Linked DNA regions of Mus musculus: region 2 is linked to region 1. Evidence: chromatin contacts called from public Hi-C data. All regions are on one chromosome and are shown on one strand. The core of a region is the stretch at or near the end of the contact, and the rest is flanking DNA. Distances in the headings are between cores, read along the strand shown.

The links. Hi-C and Micro-C count contacts between places; a contact is called where the count stands out from the background.
Region 2: a contact with region 1 is called in a Hi-C map of the N1E-115 cell line, with 4 times the contacts expected there. The contact joins two enhancer-like sites. A contact is called at or near these places in 1 of 484 Hi-C or Micro-C datasets (the N1E-115 cell line), 2 of 115 datasets of contacts at active chromatin or transcription factors (bone marrow-derived dendritic cells and embryonic stem cells) and 1 of 9 other capture datasets (embryonic stem cells).

The regions. Positions count from the first base shown.
Region 1 is chr13:99,644,922-99,650,708 of GRCm38.p6, forward strand. No RefSeq gene overlaps it. Among named protein-coding and RNA genes, the nearest start is that of Gm24471, 45 kb to the right of the region's middle. Within about 2 kb of position 3,125, at least 41 of the 459 cell types and tissues checked have an H3K27ac peak or open chromatin away from gene starts, as enhancers often do. A contact at or near this core is called in the N1E-115 cell line, where this site is marked.
Region 2 is chr13:99,791,727-99,797,513 of GRCm38.p6, forward strand. No RefSeq gene overlaps it. Among named protein-coding and RNA genes, the nearest start is that of Gm24471, 100 kb to the left of the region's middle. Within about 2 kb of position 2,930, at least 33 of the 459 cell types and tissues checked have an H3K27ac peak or open chromatin away from gene starts, as enhancers often do. A contact at or near this core is called in the N1E-115 cell line, where this site is marked.

The DNA.
Region 1 (5,787 bases), core at 1,875-4,374:
AATTCTTCAGATGAGAGTGAAGGAACAGAGGACCAATCCAGGAAAACCAGCAGCCAGCCTTGTTGCTAGGAAACAAGGAGTGATGGCTATAATTAGTTGCTGGGGCTGAAGTGCAGGTAAGAGAAAGGCAGGAGAGAAGATGGAGTATAAAGGATTTCAGGGAGGTGAAAGAGGAGACGCACTGTCAAAATTGAAAGCTTGCTGGGTTTTAAAGTCAGCAATGCTGAAATAAGAAAAAAGGAAAAAAAAGAGAGAAGGAAATGAGACTTACCTATCAGTTTTTGTTGTTGTTGTTGTTTTTTTTTTGTTTGTTTTAAAAGGCAGTTTCATGGCTACCAAGATGTCTCATCTGTAACATCTCTAGGACACACATGGCTGGGGAGAACCTAATTCTGGAATTGGCCTTCTGACCTTCACACACACACACACACACACACACACACACACACACACACACACACCTCTTAAATATATGTAATAAAACAAAAATAGTTGTGCTTTATTTCCTTGTGGTTCTGTGTTAATTTTGCATTTTAGTCTTCTATTACACCATAGAAATTACTCTGAAGGCTATAACCTTCCGTTGTGAAGTCTGAATCTGTCTTATTTCCTTTCATTCTGTGTGGCTGAAGGAAGCACACACCAAAGTTAGCATTTTAATTTATTTTGAGGAAGGCAACCTTTACTCTTCTGTAGAAGAGCTACATTGAACCAGCCACTACTCTTTTTAGAGGGGCTTCTCCTGTCCATCCACCATGCATTGTGCTACACCTGTGGGGCTGGGGTGTGTGTGGAATCATCCTTCCAGTTGTTACCTGTTCCTGTTGTCAACTGCGGACAGACACGGCATCTGTGAAAAGGTGAGGCAGATTCGTTATGCTTGTGACATTCTTTGGCCCAGGTGTAGACCTGGCTGCCCTTGGGTGATGTATGTCTTATTTTGTTTCCAAGACTGTCTTGGGATAGAATTAAGGAACTTAGTATTTTGGTGTGCTAAGACCCAATTTAAATATAACACTTTACCTTGACAAAAACTTGAATTAAAAATGGGTTCTTTAGGGCTGGTACTATAGTCTAGTCCATAGAGAGCTTGCCTCGCATACATAGAGCCCTAGGTTCAATTCGCAGCAGCACCTGCACCAAGCAAACCTGTAACTGCAGCACTCAGAAGGCAGAGGGGAGAGGATTGGAGGTTCAAAGTCCTCAGATCAGTCTGAAGTGTTGCTTCTGGTGTGCTCTGTAAGCTAGTTGGGCGGACACAAATCAAAAATCACGACCTTCCTAACTGCATTCTAAATACTCATCCTTATATCCGCAGGTACATGTCGCTCTCACCCTCTATGCAAATAAAGACTATTACAGAAATCCATAACCTGTCAACATGCAGATAAGAACTGATAACACAGTTCCTACATGCGGGGCTTGAGGAACGGCAGGCGTGGGGTGGGGGATTCCTAAGAGTAGATGACCAAGACAGACAGACGTCTGCTCTGTCTTTAAGGAAGCTGCAGCCACAAAATCTCAACAATATGGCCACCTAAACAAGACCTATACAATAGTGCCACTTGACCCTTGACCTAGCAATGTGGATGATGGAAATATCACAGGGCCTTGCCTCTTCATAAAGCGCTGAGAATAATCAGTGCCTTCTAAGACAGGGAGAACCAGTCTTCTTCAAGAAAGATGGTTACCCAATCCCAACTGGGTGACCTTAACAAACTCTAAACACGAACTGGATTCAGCAGGTGTGTGTGTGTGTGTGTGTGTGTGTGACACAGAGCCCCTCCTACCACCACACAGAAAGGGGAAGATGTCCACACATGCAGCCATCCCCTTGCCAAGAAAGTGGGTTATAGACACCTAGGGTTGTGTGTTGCCACACCATGCAAGGTAGATAAAGGTCACCCAAGGCTGGCTAGCTGTGTGGCCTGCCTGCAGTGGGAACCACTACAATGTGGAAACCTGTGGTGGACAGATGACAGGGAAAGAGAAGTGGAATAGTTTGAGCATTATGGAGAGACATGGACCTGGAGACTCCAGGGTGGAGAGGACAAACCTCTTAGGGACATCCAGCCCTGCCACCTGAGGTGAAGTCCCAACCTGAGCTGCTGCTGAGGGCCATGTCTGGATCTGTGGGTTCTCAGTGGCAGGGGTTGGTATCAATGTGTGACTTGTGTTATCACTGGAGACCATAGGATGCCCCTGGTCTGGGCAGCTGCCAGGGACCCCCTGGATGAGCAGGGCCTGTGTAGAACTGGCCCTGCCCCCTCACTGGCCACAGCATTTGGGAAAGCAGGCCCTGTGCCTCACCTGGGCAGCACAGTGAAGATGGCTCTGGTGGGGGGGTGCAGGTGAGTCAACCCTGAAGGCTTGAGTGTGGGCGAGCTGACCCTATCACTCATCTGCTGTGTGGTGGTGTGGCTAGAAAAATGATTCCTCTCCCCAGTCTCCCCTTGCCACCTCCAGCAGGCGGGAAAGCTGGCCCCTGGGTCATGAGAGTAGGAGAGCTGGCCCTTCCCTGTTATTGGCTGCAGCTCTCAGGAAAGTGGGCCCTGCACCTCACCTGGGCAGCACTGTAGAGCTGCCTTGGTGAAGTCGACCCTGTGGGCCTGAGCTTGTGTTCTATGAGGTGGAATGGGCACGGGTGGGATGGTGTACCCTCCACCTGCAGTAGTTGGGAGAGCCAGCCCTGAGGTCTTTCTAGCTGGTTTTCTCCTGTCCGTCCAGCATGCATAGTGTGTATGTGTGTGTGTTGAGGGCGGGGAAGCTAGCCAGGCCCCTCACTAGTTGTAGCACTGCAGTGTTGGCACCTTTCCTGGACAACACAGTGAAGCTGCCCTGATGGTAAAGGCACGGATAAGCCGGCCTCTAGGGCCTGAGAGCAGGAGAGCTGACCTTGCTCCTGCTGCTGGCAGCAATGAGAGGTCAGAGCAGTACTGGAGAACTCACCCTGGTGATGTGGATAAGGGAGAGGAGACAGACTGACCAGCTCAGCTACCACACGGGCCCAGGGCTTTGAGTTGGCCCACCCCCAAGTCTACATTATCTGCGAACTGTTGGGCTGTGTAAAAAGGGCAGTCCTGCTGTTCCAAAGCTGCAAGATCTCCATGACACACGGCAACAACAGGAGGACTGGGAGGAGTCCTGGGGAGGATGTGGTATTGATGATATCACAGAAGCCAGAGACCTTGAACCAGACCAATGACTCATTGCAATGAACATTTGCAAGTGAAGATGTTGTGACAGAGGGGTATACTGTGGGACACACTGTGACACACTACAGCTTCCACTTTGAGAAGTTTTCTATCTCTGTTTTGTTTATTTTTTGTTTGTATGTTTTCTATTGGGGGGAGGTTGCTAGGGTGGAAGACAGATGTGAGAGGATGGGGAAATGAGTGAGACTGGGCTGCATAGTGTGAAATTCACAAGGAATCAATACAAAACAATTATATATATATATATATATATATATATATATATATATATATTGACCATATATATTTGAAAAGTGGACTCTGGAGGAATTATAGAGATAGAAAAAAAGAAGGGAAAGAAAAGAAGTTCAAGGGTTCAAGGTCATATTTGGCTACAGTAAGTTTGAGGACTACCCGGGATTCATGAGACCTTGTCTCAAAATAAATGTTATATTAGAAGTGGGGAGTAGGAAGAGGAATGATGACATAGGAGAGGAGAAGAGGAGAGGGGAGGAAGAGGGAGGGGAGAGAAGAGGAGAGGAGGGGAGAAGAAGAGAGACAAAAAGAAACAAAGCAGACATCTGCAGAGACATAAGAAACTTGAACATCAGAATTTATTTTGAACATCAGTTCAAAATAGCACTGTAGAGGGGCGGCTCCAGGGTTTGCCACACCCTTACTCTTTGCTAAACCACCTACCTGTCTTTTACCACTCCCATAGCTAACAACCCAGACAGCACTGCTATGAGAAGGTGGGTGATCAGCTCTGGAGCCTCACTAGTCTCTTGGTTGATTTACATAGAGAAAAAGATCTGCCACTGTTACTAAGAGATGCTGGACTCCAGAGCAAAAGACCAACCTGAACCTCAATTCCCCCCTCCCCCAATCCCCAAGCTCCATGTCTTACTTGTATGCCCAGAAGCTCTCTTGGTGGAAACACATCTGTGTTTGTCTACACCTTCCTTAAAAACAAGATTCCAAGGCTAGCAGAAGTATTGGTGTAAGTGAACATCTCCCAGTGTCTGGTCTGAGGTTATTTCCTCTAAAGGAAATGGTGTCTTGCTAAGGATGGGTGTGAGTAGGTGAGCACGTTCCTTCATGCATTGAATTCGACTGTCTATTCCTGGTACTTTATGCATAGGATTTGAGGCAGTCAATGCTAGTGCGGGGGGCTGGAAACAGCATTAAAGAGATGTATAAGAACTTGGATATTCTTGCCCTCTGTTAAATCCACAAATATTGGATTAAAGTGCAGCAAAAATCACAACTTTGGAGAATCAGAATGGATCCCAGGTCTGATAATTTGGGATCTGGTCTGATCAAAGATCCAGGTTGAACACCCATAATCAAAAAAAATCCCCAATCCAAAAAGCTCCAAAGCACTCCAAAATCTGAAACACTGAGTGCTGAAATGTGTCAAGTCCCAGCATGAGGCTACAGTAGGAAATCTCACACCATTAAACTTAACAAACAAAGGTACTAGGGATATTGAGTAAAATCACATCCAGGCTGTAGGTGCAATGTGCTTACAAATCATGGGGTTAAACTCTAGCTCTTTCCCCAAGATCTTACTAAATATGTGCAAATATCCCAAAATATGCAAAAAATTAAAGCCCCAAACACTCTGGTCCCAAGCATTTCAGATATCGGTTTGTCAGCAGTGTGTTTCGCTAGGGTACTTGAATCCAGCAATACTGGTGAATAATTGCTGTTATAGGTGATACCCCGAGCTGGTAGGTGTTGGCTTAACTGCTTCAAACCCCAAGTCCCATTCGTTGCTGGTTCCGGAGCCACAGGAGGATGCATGCACAGGACGGGACCACAGGAGGATGCTTGCCCAGGACAGGACCACAGGAGGATGCTTGCACAGGACAGGACCACAGGAGGATGCTTGCACAGGACGGGACCACAGGAGGATGCTTGCTCAGGACAGGACCACAGGAGGATGCATGCACAGGACTGTTTATTAGGATCACCAGTTCAGCACACTGATGGACAGGTCTCATCCTGCCCACAACCCTGCTCCAGCACTGTGTCCTCTTCTACACCCATACATGTTCTGCATTCAGATCTCTCACGTCAGTGATAAGCCAGCTGTATTATATATCAGCTGGCTTCTGGGGCACAGCATTGCTTCTATGAGAATAAAAAAGTTGTTAACTCCAGTAGCTGGTTTGCAAATTTATGGAGAATGACCCAATTACAACTTGGGGACACTTTATTTCTATAAATTGGTCTCTCTAGCTGGCATCTGGGGGTGGCTGGGCAGCACATTTAGTGAATTGCCCCATCACTTGGGAAAGGACAGAGAAGGTTCTAGAAGAGGTGAGTCAGGCTAAGGGATGGGCAGTGTGGAGGGAGGAGGAACAAAGAGCCGAGCGATATTCCAAACTCAGAATTGGTACCCAGCCAACATAGCCGTCAGATCCAGCCCCACTGAAGCTTGAAATGATGTAACAAATATTCATGGGAAATCTCTGGATGCTTCCTGAGTGGATACAGCACCCTACTTGGTGATGAGCTGGGTAGGTATATAAAGAACACTTTTTTTGCTGGGCAGCCTTGATAAGGCCATATCTTCCCCTCAGAGCTA
Region 2 (5,787 bases), core at 1,680-4,179, 150 kb after region 1:
AGGACAGGAATGGAAAGTGAATGTTATTTCAGCAAAGTTTGTCTAGTCCAGATGCATCTCAGTGCAGATTGTGCCCCCAATGACAACCTCACCTGGTTCAGAAGAGCCATGTCATAAGCACATTTTGTCAGAGACATGGACGATCGCATCTGTGTCCTTCTGCAATGTCTGAATTTACTGAATGATAATACATTCACAGTACAGCAGTTTCAACTGTAGCAATTTGCCAGACACTTCTGCTTCTGCTGGTTGTCCTGTCTGAGGCAAGCATGGGTGGTTTTATTATAAAGTTAACTATTTACCCCCAGACAATTATACGTTATGTAGTAAATATATTCATATGACTACTCATATTCAGGCTACCCAATGGCAATAAAAACTTGAGGGGCCATAGTAGGCTTCAGGAGGCTTTGGAAGTAGTTGATAGGAATGTCAGTAGGGTTTGGATGGACACGGTGATAACCATGCTTAGATGCAGGGGGAAAGCTGGGAACCTAGGGAGGCAGCAAGCATCTTAGGTTTTCAAGTGAAGCTGAAGAACTAAGCCCAGCTACAGAGGTGAAAGTATAGGACCAGATCTACATGAAGGAATGTGGACAGACAGATGGCAGGTCCAGACAGGCAAACAGGAGGACAGGCAGTCAGAGTCAACTAGGCTGGGTCGGGACTTCCCTGCCTGTAAGCCCTTAGTGCACACTCTGGGTGGTCAAATGGCAGATCAATCGGAGGCCTTCACCCTCAGTGCTATGTGCCCACCTCTTTATGGGTTCCACATGAGAGATTTTATAAGATTTTAATATGCCATGTGTCTTTACAGTCTCAATTAAATTTATAGAGTGATGCCCTTTCAACTCCCAATAATAAGTCATTTACTGAAATGTCTGTGCTGCGTAGCTGGTTCCAGACAGATGATGCGGTTTATAAATCTACCCTCCATTCATAAAAGGGGGTCAAAGCTGCTTGCTTTAAACTATCTGGAGTGACTTTATATCAGGCTTCAGCCTGACCTCAACAAATGGATGTCACCTTCCCGAAGGGAACTTCATACCCAGGCAGGCAAGAGGACTCTTCCTGTGTCTGGCTTTTATCTCAAAATTCTTCTTATACTAAAGTGGTACATTTGGAGTTGGACAGCCCAAGATTTTTCAACATACGTGACTAGGACCTCAGAGTCAACACTCTCACCGTGACCCAGTGGGCCATGCAGTCACCTGGATATGAAGCAGCTGGGTCATAATGAAGGGGAACGTTTGAAAAATCACTGTGATCTAAAGGAGCGAGACCATTTCTCTGTAAACAGTTTGGGATCTGCCTTGCATGGGTACAGAGTATGGGAGGAAGGTCGGCATCTGCATATTATTGTGAACTGAAGTTTCTAGGGAAAAAAAAAAAACCAACAGGATTCTACAAGGCCGGTTGACGAATTGATTAAAACTTAGCAGTTCCAGAGAGTTGGAATGTTTCAGGCCCAGTGCCAAATCCTCTTGGGTTTCCTTCCTTAGCCCCCTTAGCAGCCATTCATCGCCCACCTCTGTGGCTGGCCTAACACTGCTGTACTATCATGTTAACTCTTTTAGGATGTATTAACTCAACAGATCACATGCATCCACCAGCCCACAAGCTCAGGCTCCCGTCAGGACATCTGAGGCCCAGAGCAGAGAGTTCTCTGTTTTGCTGTAAGCCTGAGTATTTCCAACAAAGAGAAAAGTGCCTTGGTTTATGACATCCTTTGTTCTGTAATTCCAAATTTCATGAACCAGTCGTCACATGGGAATATGAAATTTGGGTGAACCTGAGTCCAGGTCCCCGGGCCATTGTCATTCCTATTTGGCTCTAGAATAAACCATCACTACTTGCACTTGAGGTGAAAGCTGTGTTTTGTGTTTGTATCACTGATAGATCACTGGGATAGTAAAAGGCGCATGGGTCACATGACTGGGGTCTGTATCTGTGGGCCCTCCACAGTCCTGCAGATCTGTCTAAATGTCATCCCAATATCTTCCCAGGAGAACTGTGAGGGCCTGATAAAACCTAAGAGAAATGCGGGCATTCCGTGTTCCCACCTACCATTGCTTCAGCTTCATTGCCTCCTACAGACCCCTGAAACAAGAACTTCGGCTGCCAGTAAGTAGGCTGTGTATTTCTAATATCTCACAGCTAACGCAAGAAAGGGGCCAGCAACACTTTGCCTTGCTTGCTGCTGCACTGAGAATTTTAACCGTGGGTTGTATGCCACAGAGAAGCAGAAAGGAAAAGGAGAGATGAAAACTTCCCAAATGGCAAATGGGCTTTTCTTGAGAAGGCAGCGTGACCAGGAAAGCAGCAGACAGATACCCAGATTCCATCCTGCATATTTTCTCCGTCCCCCCCCCCTTTGCCTCCCCAAGGAAGAGCCCAGGCCCTGGGCCAACCCAGCAACCAGAGGGCTTGCTCTGAACTATTTATAGTGCTAGGCCTTGGGCAGATCTCTTCCGATGTGGATATTTCTAGCTCTTTCTAATTCAAAGCAGCCTTTGACAGCCCTGGGCCATTACAGTGTGTGTTTAAGTGCTTTTACATATCAATATCCCAGGTCTCAAAGGATGCATAGATTAAAACAGTATTAGTCACCCTGGTTTACCCCACTGAGTGAAGTAAATTAGAGTGTCCTGTAAGTTCTCCTTTGTTTTGCAGAATGACTGACTGGGCTTTGCCATCCTAGGAAAAACGTCACATCCCTGGACTTTGGCTGGACTTGTTTTAATCATGTTTTAAATTCCTCTTCTGCCATTTATGGATTCCAAGATCACAGTGTCTCTTGTTCTCTATTTGCACGGCTTTATTAATGATAGATATACCCCATCCACCGAGGTCACCATTCACTGATCGAGAACAGTCCCACTGAAATACCGCAGCCAGCCTAAGCTGTATCCCAGAGACTTGGATCACACGGATGAGTCAGCTCCACTGGCTGGACTCAGCTTCCGCTAAGCAGCATCAGTTGGTGACATAGTATAGGCTTGCTACCTTATCTGTGGGCTAGCATCAAAGACAAAGAAGAAAGTGAGAGATAATGGGGTCAAGATATGAGGCCCTTAAATCCCTTTGGGAATACAGAGGAGATGAGACAAATAGATGCTTTGTACTCTTATATACACACCTAACAAAACGAAATTACTGCTGTTTTTATGATATAACCTATTGCAAATCTTTGCCTAGGAACTGTAAATTAAAGTTTTAGTTAAGTTTACTTAACTAAAATAGTCACTAGTAAGAACCACTTCCTATTATTTTAGAAAGACAAATCTCAGGGAGGAAGGGAGGTGGGGACTACCTTAAGGAACAATTGTGATAGCCCTCAGGTTCTTTTGGCTAGAAACTGCTTGGAGTAAATGTTTGAACATTTTAATGACTACCTACAAATGCTTGTTCCTGTAAACATGCTTAACTGTGGTCACCAGGGGCATGTCCTTGAAGAGGATATTGGACCATGTTTATCCTGCCTTCTTTCTTCTCTCCCTCTGTCCCTCTTATATGGATACCATGAGGTGAATAATTTCTTCTGTCACATTCTGCCCACCATGATGTCCTTCCTTGACTCAAAGAGCCTAGGCAACAGAGCCAACAGACCATAGGTTGTGTCCCCTACAATCCTGAGCCAAGTTAACGCTTTTATCAGGTATCCCTTCAGAGATGGGAAGCTGACTGGTGGGTTCATGTGCCTCCACTTAGTGACTGTCCTCCTTAGAACTTATTTTGGAGTTACTCGTATGAAGACCCAGCCTGCCCCTATCTTAGGCTTATAAGTCTTCTTATAGTAAAAACAAACTAGGTTCATTCCTGTTTATGATTAATATCTGTTTATCAAGAATTGGGATACATCTCACCTGTAACCTTAATTACAAATGATGCTATATTCAGGAGTGGCGATTACTCCTTTGTTTCAAAAAGTTGTTTATAACCATCTTGCAACCCTACCTTTGTTTCAAAGGATTTTATGACCATCTTGTTATAACTACCTGTAGTTATGACAACTTTGTCATGCCCACCTTGTCTTTGTTTCAGGGGGTCGTTAGGACTGAGTTGTTATGGCTATGTTCTGCTCCTATAATCTCGGCTATTTTGCCCTCCAAATCCCCCCATTTGGAAACTCCCTATTCCTGAGCTATAAATGTTTTGTCTTTCACATTTCCAATGCTGGTCTCTCAGACCCCACCTTAGGTGGAGGCACATAAAAAAAGCTTGCTTTAATTAGTTACTTTTTAAATTAATTTGGACATGATGATTTGGGTTGGTGGTCTTTCTCTTCCCATCTTTTAGATTAACACATGAAATAGAGAAGTTCACTCACTGTTTACCAGCTGTTTTCCATTCCCCAAATTCACTGATGGAATTAGCTCTCCTTTTTACTCTAATTCATAAGAAAAAAAAATTTGTTATATAGTAACTTTTAAATATATATGTAAGGCCCATTTATAAACACTTAAAGCTTTTGCTTGCTTGTTTGTTTTCTATCTTTCCACCAGTAGAAGTATTTAAGCTATGTCAACTTTCTCAATGTGTTCTGACGTCTGGTGCTGGCAGACACCCTACTATAATTATTTCAATGATTTTTTTTAATCTCTCTCTTCTCATTGTTTATTTGCCCAGATAATCCAGAGGGTCATTTTTTAAATAAAAATAATATTTGGGTTTGATTAAAAGTGTATAATGAAACTTAAATTAATTTAGGCAGAATTGCCATCACATCAATAGCAAGACTTATTGCCAAAAGGCACACTGTCCCTGTGTAGTGTTTCTAATGCTTTGCCATTCCCCATGGAGCTTGTTGGTTCCTGTCACCTCCCCGCCACCCCTAATTATCTTATATTTTAAGTGGCTCTTGTAAAATGTTAAGAAAAGTTGGTTGGGAGCAGTTGACTGAATTCTCATTTTAATTTTGAAGAGGTTTTTTTGTTGATTTTCATTTTTTAGACCCCTTCCCCGAAATGGCCAATCCACAGAAAATTATAATTTTGTCTCCTCTTTTCCAATATTTGGTCAGATTTATTTTTTCCTGTCTAATTACTTTTTGCCATTTAAAAATGATGTGGAATAATGATAGTTAGCTTTCTTGCCCATTTTAATAAAAATGCTAATACCAAGGAGTCATAAAAGCCCGTGATGTGTGAGATACACATTCCTAGATGATTAGAATTTAACCCTTTGAATGAATCTACATATTCGCCAAGCTGACCAGCATGTAGCTTCTGAAGTAGGTACTCTCTGAAGTAGGTACTACTATTCACTGTTTTTCTGTAGCGAGACACTAAGACACAAAGACACGGAGTAATTTTGACAAGGTCAAGCCGGAAGTAACTGGCAGAGAGGCAAGATTTGAATCCAATCAATGTGAGTGGCCTGGTGACTGTTTCTGATCATGGGCTTAGCTAGAATGTGGGTTGAAGGACTTAGTGGCCTCCACAATATCACTAGCATATCATACTGTTGATATTAGCTGACTGATGATAGCCACTACTAGGTTCTCCTGTGTCCATGGAGATAGTGACGGTCTAGAAGAACAGAAGCCAGGTAGCGGTATTTAACCATTCGTGGTAAAAGGGAGAGGCATAATCGCCATAAAGAGAAACCAGGGCACAGTGGACACTGGGCTTGCCACTGTATTCCCAAGGACGAGACAGATGAACATCTAGTAAGTGTGTTGTTTGGAACATATGATCACAGACATTGAAATTAGGTGAGCAGAATGTGACATCAGTTTTCACAGTGGACAGGCATAATAATCCACCCAGCTCTTACCTCAGTCGG